Linked DNA regions of Mus musculus: region 2 is linked to region 1. Evidence: chromatin contacts called from public ChIA-PET data. All regions are on one chromosome and are shown on one strand. Each heading gives the region's core, a stretch centred on a gene start, on an enhancer-like site or on the middle of the called end of the contact. The rest is flanking DNA. Distances are from core to core; before and after follow the strand shown. Region 1 overlaps Cacnb4 (calcium channel, voltage-dependent, beta 4 subunit). Region 2 overlaps Cacnb4 (calcium channel, voltage-dependent, beta 4 subunit).

Region 1 (4,135 bases), core at 757-3,256:
ACTCTAGCCCTTTATTTTACTTCTTATCTTGAGACAGGGTCTTAATAAGTCGTTCACGTTGGCCTTGAGTGTACTGTATAGCCTAGGCAGGCCTCAGCCCCCTGAGGAGCTGGGATTACAGTCTATACCACTAAGCCTGACTCTTGTCTCAATTTAGTTTTTGCATGTGTTCAGTAGACAGCCAATTCTCCACTGAACGGCTAGATCTATGCTTTTTCAAGACTGTCTGAGTTTGCTTCATCAAACATGGCAAACAAATAACCAGTTCTCTCAGAACCTCTGCTGTGCAAATGTCATCATCCATGCAAACACCGCTTCTAATGCCAGCTCAGGGCAATGGGTTGCCGTTCCTTTGGGAGCTAAAGGTGAGCCTGAAGATTTGGGTTGTGTGCGTGTGTGCGCATGTGCAGGTTGTTGTCATTTGGTTTTCTGGGTTTGGCTTGGTTTGGTTTTGTAGGGTGAGGTTGATAACTTTTAAAGAGGATCCCTCAGCTTGCTCTTGTCCTAGCATGGACACTGAGTGGCACTGGGCATTCCTCAGTCCTTTGGGGGTGTCCGTCAGAGTCGGTGGTGCTGATGATCAGAGCACCCTCTGGGCATGGACTTCAGCTGTGGACATCCCTGTTTTCATTATCAAGTATTTTTTTTCTCTTCACTGTAAACATTAACCCTACAAATAGGCTACCACATGTCTGACGTTTTGATGACGAAAGACTACAAGTGGTATTGACACTGAATCCAAAACATCATTTTACTAATGGGCCGTGCTGCTTGGCTTTGTTGCAATCTAGGCAAACTGGTGATACCAAGACGCAGGTAGGATTTAGCCCTCATAAACAGCCTAACTTTCCCTTGTCACTTATGTGCCTAGGATGTGCAAGCGAGAATGGGAGGCAGCTTCAGTTCATGAGCAATTATCAGCTTCATACCTAGCCAGCACCAAACAAGTGTAAGAGCAAGATGTCAGGTCCTTCTTACTGCAGTTTGCTTCCTAGTCCTAATCTATTTAAAACATGGTCCTTTATGACATAGCGGCCTTCCACACAACACAGAAGCTTGACTGTATCTGCAGTAAGGCAGAGTGTGCGCATCGAATTCTATGCCAACGAATGGAACTCGCCCAAGGTTCTTCTGTTAAGATGGTGACAGTGTAAGAGGCTACCTTTTACCTCACTTAAGCCTTCTGCCTTCTCTCCCCAGGGGTCAGCAGATTCCTATACAAGCAGGCCATCGGACTCCGATGTCTCCTTGGAAGAGGACCGGGAAGCGATCCGGCAAGAGCGAGAACAGCAAGCAGCTATCCAGCTTGAGAGAGCGAAGGTGACTTTCTTCCTTTTCTTTTAACGCGAGCTGTCACGTTGCTCAGCGCCTGTGCCCAGCATTTCTACCTCACATCTGTCTTAGTGTTCCTGATAAAACACTGACCAAAAGCAACTTGGAGAGGAATGGCTTCATTAGACAGCTCTGGTCACACTCATCAGTGACAGAGTCCAGAGTAGGAACTCAAGCAGTACAAGAACCCAGAGGCAGGGACTGAAGTGGGAGCTACGGAGAAACTCTGCTTATTTGGCTAGCTCTCCACGGTATACTTAGCCTTCTTTCTGATACCACTCAGGGCCACCTGACTAAGGGCTAGACTGCTCACGGTGGGGTGAGCACTTCTACATCAATCACTGGTCGGGAGAATGTTCCCCGGGCCTGCCTACAGGCTGATTTGGTAGTAGCATGTTTGTAATGGACATTCCTTCTTTACAAACGACTCTAGCTTACGTCATGTGTCTCTCTGGAGTATTCATTTTCCAGCCATCCGGCTAAGGCTTCTGATTGCAAGGCTCTCTGTTGTTTGTGCCCCTCACAGAAGTTAGTGGTATCTACAGGAGCCTATTTCTTATGAACCTTTTGCCTTTTTCTGTTTGATTTCGTGGTAATTATTGGTCCTTTCCCAACCTAGCAGTGTGGCAATATCAAATGACCTCACAACGTATTGGCAGAGAACCTTCTGAGCGGCGAGCCTGAGCCCTCTGTTCTTGACTCCTCCCCATCCTTGCTTGCCTCTGTTACACACCCACCCCCACCATGCTACGGATCACTTCACTGCTGCTTCTGTTCTGTGGTTTCTAGATTTCAGACTCCCACTTCAACTTCAGCATGGAGTTATTTTGTCTGCCTGTTTGTTTGAGAAGGGGACCACTACACTGTCCATTCTGGTCTTGAACTTGTGGACTTACTAGCTGGGCTACAGATGCGCACCATCGGACCTGGTTAAGCCCTTTGAACAACTCAAACAAGAGCAGCAAGACAGAGTGACAGAAGCCATCACTAGCCAATATAGGCTTCAGATCTTCTTCTTCCAGAAGACACAGGATGCAGCAGGAAACCAGCTGCACAGTTGAATTTTAGGACCAGAATTGCTACTAGAGCTCTCCCATTCCTCCTATATCTTTCTAACTTATTTTTCAAAGCATAGATAGGCCCTTTTGGCAAATTAATTTTTATGCCCAGCAACAGCATATGAGACACGGTTTATGGCTAGCCTGTCTGCTTGCTTCCATAGCTAACTCCAGTTTAGAATTTTAGACTCAAGCCCAGATAACGTTAATTTCCTTCCCTTTCTGGTTTCTGATAAGCTGCTTTAGAGATTGAAGCAAGAGAAGAAGGATATGGATGGGTGCATCATTGGGGTTGAGTGTGGGGTTGACGTCCACACACTGTGTCTGTGATCTCTGGTAGGAGGGCATCAGCATAGTGCCTGGGAGGGGACAAAGAGGTCCTACTGTGTGTCCTACCTCAACTGTTGATATTCCCAGAGCAAATGAATAAACCCATAGCAAAGCTACCTAGAGGCTTGGAGACCTTGTTGCTTGTTCTTGTTTTGAAAATGTCCCTTGCCATCTGTTTCATTATTGCGTGGTCACCTAAAACGGGGGTGGCAGGACCATAGCCTCGGCTGGTGGCTGGCTTAGCCCCAACAGGCTGCACCTGCTCAGGAGCACTTTGCCAGCAGGAATTCATATGCAAATTTAAAACAACCAACTGTTAGAAGGTAGGAAGAGGGTACAGGTGAAGAGCCTGTGTGTTGGGTTTAACCTACGTTGGCCTCCATTCCCCTGGCATGACAAGATGGTTATCTACAAAAGATCTCAGGTTTTCAGAACTGAGGCTCTTTCAAAAATCCTTGTCTTCCACCTACCCACCCTCCCTCAAGTTTATAACACCCAAGGTACATTTCCTAGCATGTTTTTCTTCTATGTGTAGACTTGCTCCTCTGTGTGTATGTGTGTGTGTGTGTGTGTGTGTGTGCGCGCGCACTCGCAAGTGCTCCCATGAGTACACATATGCATAATTATGCACATGTGTGTGGATGTCAGAGGTTAATGTGTTTCCTAATCACCCTCCATCTTAATATTTGAGGCAGGTCTCTTACTGAACCTGGAGTTCACCTTTTGTCTAGACTGGCTTGGGTCAGCAAGTGCCAGAAATCCTCCTGTCTCTGCCTCCCCAGAACTGGAATTAAAGATGCACAGCTCTGCAGCCCGCTTTTGTCACAGATACTGGGACTCTGAATTCAGTTCCTCGTGCTTGAGCATCAAGTACTTCAACAACAGAGCTGTCTTCTAGAACTTCCCTCCCCCAAGTAGACACGTCCTGTATCCCACAGTTGGGACAGTGTCTGGGACAGGTTAAAGTAAATCCACAGCTTGTAGGAGCAGAGAGAGCCGAGCTGACTGCCCCACCTCTGTACATCCCTCCCCTGTCTTTTTGGGGCTGGCTCCTTATTGAGGATGTTAGGAAGTACTGCAGAAAGAAAATGGCTGGGCCGAGAGCAATGAGTCACTCCCGGAGTCATCTCTGCAGATCTCGGGATGTGGCCTGCAACTATAAAACCCAGAGGAGAGCTCTCTCTGGAAAGTGATTTCCTTGTTGCCTGGAACCATCATTCATCCTGTGACATGTTTCTATAGGAAAAATGCTTCTCTCTCCCGTTCTCTCCCTCGCTCACTCCTCATTCTGTACTTCTGTCTCCAGTCCAAACCTGTAGCTTTTGCGGTGAAAACGAACGTGAGCTACTGTGGTGCCCTGGACGAAGATGTGCCCGTTCCCAGCACAGCCATCTCCTTTGACGCCAAGGACTTTC
Region 2 (4,135 bases), core at 1,206-3,705, 100 kb before region 1:
TTTCTGAACAGCTACCAGTTACAGATCTTATATTCAAATAGCTCACCAGGGATGTTTTCTCATCTGACCTCACAGTGACCTTGGCGCCTGAGAGCCTGAAAGAGTTTTCATTACACAACGGACTGAAGAACACTCCTGGTGTGTGTCTGAGGGGAGAGTCGGTTTGGCAGCTACCTTGGCACTTAATGCTTGCCAACCTCTCAGCAAGCATGCTTGCCAACTTGGAGGGCCAGCAGTACTTTAGAATGTGTTTTGTTGAGTATAAACTTTGGAAAACATTTCAGCCAGTTTCTGCAAACTTTTCTAATCCCATGTGTGATCAGCATGTGGGCTTCAAGTCTAAGTCTGCTTTCTGTTTTCACTCGCTGGGGCACAAAAGTCATAAAGATTTGCAAGCGCGGAGGGCCCATGCTTGAATGTCCTATCTGCTAGTCTGTGTGAAGATCCCATGAGGTCTCTTGTGGAGCAGGGACCCTTTTCCAGATAACAGGTAGAAATATAACCTGTACCGTTAGGATGGCTGGCTTACTAGCATGTTTGTGTTCGGATGTGTTCCTTTAGATTTTATCAACTCATCGAGGCTATAAAAATGGTTCCTAGCTTCTGACTTGTGTGTGTGTGTGCGCGCGAGCGTGCGTGCGTGCATGTGTGTGTGTTTGGAGAGAGAGAGAGAGAGAGAGGGAGAGAGAGAGAGAGAGGGAGAATGTCCCTTTGTGTATAACTCACTCTTTAGTATCTCTCGTAATCTGTCTTCTTGGCCTGCGTACTTTTCACCTAAATGTTGGTCCATTTGTACCGTGCCCCCTTCTTCCTACAAACTCTGATTTGACTAAATTTCCCTCTCCTGCGCCATCTCTCCTGGACCCAAAGCTCCAATTATTGTCTCCAAGCACACACATGGGTTTTCTGAGTCAAACCTAAATAGGATCCACAAATTATTTTGTCTCTAAGAGTGCTTCTGGATATAGGTATGTACCAAAACTATGTTTCAGAGCCTGACCTTATTCGAGAGGCATCCTTGTCCTGACTTCTCACACTTCCGGAAGAGTGTACCAGAGTTGAGAACCTTGTGAGATCCACTCACACAGCCCTGCCAGTGGGCGCCAGGTGGTGATGACTGAATTTGGAAGCTGACGAAGGTGTCATTTTGACAGTTCATAGAACTGAGGTTTTGCTGTGTGCATGGCTTAGAAAACCATCTAGGCTGTAGAATCTTTTCAAGGCCTCTTTAGTGACACAGCTTGACCTAGTCTTTGGAGAAGTGAAAGTCACTCAAAGGGTGTTCCATGTTCAGTTCACACTGGCTAAGTGCTTGAGGGTGTCAGTGTCTCCTAGGACAACAGAATGAGTCCCCTTGAGTAACGTAAGAAATGATAGGAAGCATTGCATTTCTAACTTGACCTGTGGGCAGCATATGGCTTCCTTGGGAGCTGGCTTGCATTTGAATAACCCGAGAATCATGTTATTATGGTCTGGGAAGCAGCTATGTTATTTCTGGAGAGACCAGGAACTTTGTACTGAGAAGTCAGGGCCTTCCGGGGACCTCGTCGGAGGAACTCACCCTGGCAAGAGTTCTGGCCAGTGTCTGTTGTATTTGTTTTCGTGACATCATTTTACTAAGTCCCTCAAGTCTATAATTGCTTTAATGTTGCATTCTTCATCCTTGAAAGAAAAACTAATAAAGCAAGGAGCGAATGTGCGTTTATTGTTTCATACCCCCCCAGGGCGGGGGGGGAATGGGGGAAATGGAAGAGAAAAGCACTTTTTAAAAAATAACGAATCTAACATGGTGATGGCCCGTGCATGTAATCCTACTAACCTGTGGCTCAACGAACTGGAGTTCTGGGTCATTCTCAGGACAGCCTGGGCTACATGGGACTTTGTCTCAAGATACTTGCCCTCCTCCCCCTATCAGCATGTACAGTCTTATTCCAGGGCTGAGGAAATGGCTCAGTGAAGAAACGGCTTGCTGGCTAAACATGAAAATGTGAATTTGGATTTTTTGGCTCACACATAGCCAGGCACCGTAGTACCCACTTATAATCACGTTACTGGGTAAGGGCAGAGATAGGCAGGCTACAGGGGTTCCCTGTCCAGCCAGACTTGCTGAGAGATTGAGTTTCTGGTTCAGTGAGAGACCTCATTTCAGAAAAAAATAAGGTAGAATGTAATAGAGGGAGACATCCTGATGGCCACATGCTTGCACATGCATATACCATACACAAATAAGTCAAGAGAGTCTTAGCCTGAGGTCAAGCTGGCTCTTGGGGCTTCATGCATCCTCTCCTGGCTCACCTTCAACTTCAGCTCAGCTGAGATAGACAGTTCCTCCATGTGCAGCCTGCTTCTTTTACTTCTTGGAACTCAAAGGTTTTCTCCCTTGATGTCAGAAGAGCTTGCTTGAGCCAAGCCTGTCCTCAGATAGGACTGGTCACTTCCTCTCTGCCAATAGGGCAGGAGTGTTGACAGTTAAGTGCATCAGCCCGCTGTCCTTTGAGGGCAGGTTTTGTTACTTGGTGTGTCTCATGGCACCAAGCCCACTTGCAAGCTTTTGTAAGCAGCGATATACCCTTGGTTGGCCTTCCTTCTTTCTCTGATCCCATCTCTTGTCTCCCTCACTCTCATATCTTGTGATCTTTCTGGAAGACCTGAGGTTTCGCTCTCAGGGAAGGCAGATTGACAGCTACCATCCCAGGAAGATGAGGGAGCCAATACTAACACTTCTTTCAAACTCTTCTTTGAATTTCCTGGAAAGATAACTTTTTCAAGTGTAAAAAAAAAAAAAAAAAAAAAAAAGAAAGAAATTAAATTTGGAAGTCAGAAAGCCTGAAGGAGCGGATTCCGGTGCTTATTATTATGGTAGAGAAAGACCCTCAGACTCTCTGCTTTGGCCTGCAGGGTCTCTTTATTTTTAAATTTCTCATCTGTAGTTATTGACATGCTACTTGGCACGTTTTCAGAGTTTGACAACTAGAGTCCATTCCCAGTGCAGAACCATTTGTGTAAAATCATGTGTAAGAGGACGCAGTGGAGGGTTGTCTGCTCAACTGTGTGTCTCCAGGTAGATAAAGAATGGAAAGCGATTGTTCTGGTTGTTTAGGGCCAGCATGTGAAGATAGCCCCGAGAACACCGTAGAGCCATGCAAACAAGCTCCAGGGAAGAGCGACTCACCAGGCTGAACTCCGGTCAATCCAGGGTTGCTGGTTCTAGTTATCGATTAATAAGAGCCAAACTGGACCTCCAAAAATGGAATCACGGTTCTCAGAATCAAGGCTAATCTGGAACTAAAGTGTGCGTTAGTTAGAAGAGGTGAGTGGCTCACCTCCCAAGTTTGAAGGCCACAGCCTTTCCCAAAGGGCTTTTATGACAGTCATGTGTTGGAGATAATCTGAGCCTTATCACAAAGAGGCTCCCGTCAGAGACCTTCTGATGTTAGGACAGGTTTAAAGAGAAACAGGCTAAGCAGTTTTAATATAATTTGCTTTCTTATGCTTGCCATTGCAAAGTTAGTCTTACTAGGCATTGCCATTTCATACAGACAAACCAGCATTCCCAGTTAAAAGATAACATTTAAAAGGACATTTTATCCAGATATTCTCAAGGTTTCGGTGGTCCTACGTGCTGTCTTATTGAGCAGTTTTGAAGCAGCTCCTTGGTTTTTCTTTATCTCCTCGTAATGTAGCTGACTGATTACTTCCTTGTTCTGTTTGCTTGCTCACATGAAATTGCATCTCCTTAGGATCCATGATACATGTGCCCACAATGTTAGCCAGAGAGAGTATAAAACGAATCAGATGTGTTCAATACAAATGTTCTTTACCGATGGCGAAATTTAGTCCCAGACCTTGGAAAACTCTATTAAAGATGTTGAGTGAGACTGTCCAGCAGGTACTGTGGTAGTGGTCAAATAACCAAATATTGTGCTGTCCAGTGCCCGTCCTTCCTGGAGTTGAAGCTCTTCCTGGTGTGCCGGTTCCTGCCTGAGCCTGGGAAAGCCCACAGCAGACAGGTAATCCTAACTGAAGTGGTGGGGTGGAGCCACAAGATGGCTCCCTTCTGCAGGGCTTCCAGATAGAATTGTCTAGACTGATTTTCACATGACCCATGAGGGGGTGTGAAGAAGGTAGAGCATTT

Evidence for each region. ChIA-PET counts read pairs in DNA pulled down with a chosen protein or histone mark.
Region 2: an H3K27ac ChIA-PET map of liver shows a contact between it and region 1, with 4 times the contacts expected there. The contact joins two enhancer-like sites. A contact is called at or near these places in 8 of 484 Hi-C or Micro-C datasets (the C10 cell line, the G1E-ER4 cell line, adipose-derived mesenchymal stem cells and 5 more) and 3 of 115 datasets of contacts at active chromatin or transcription factors (acute myeloid leukemia, hepatocytes and liver).

Annotation. Positions count from the first base shown.
Region 1 is chr2:52,474,877-52,479,011 of GRCm38.p6, reverse strand. It overlaps Cacnb4 (calcium channel, voltage-dependent, beta 4 subunit), which reads left to right. Exons shown (of 14, transcript NM_001037099.2): 3 at 1,201-1,320; 4 at 4,027-4,135. Among named protein-coding and RNA genes, the nearest start is that of A430018G15Rik, 52 kb to the right of the region's middle. Within about 2 kb of position 2,006, at least 22 of the 459 cell types and tissues checked have an H3K27ac peak or open chromatin away from gene starts, as enhancers often do. A contact at or near this core is called in hepatocytes and liver, where this site is marked.
Region 2 is chr2:52,575,056-52,579,190 of GRCm38.p6, reverse strand. The region is part of intron 2 of Cacnb4 (calcium channel, voltage-dependent, beta 4 subunit); the gene reads left to right. Among named protein-coding and RNA genes, the nearest start is that of Cacnb4, 99 kb to the left of the region's middle. Within about 2 kb of position 2,455, at least 10 of the 459 cell types and tissues checked have an H3K27ac peak or open chromatin away from gene starts, as enhancers often do. A contact at or near this core is called in hepatocytes and liver, where this site is marked.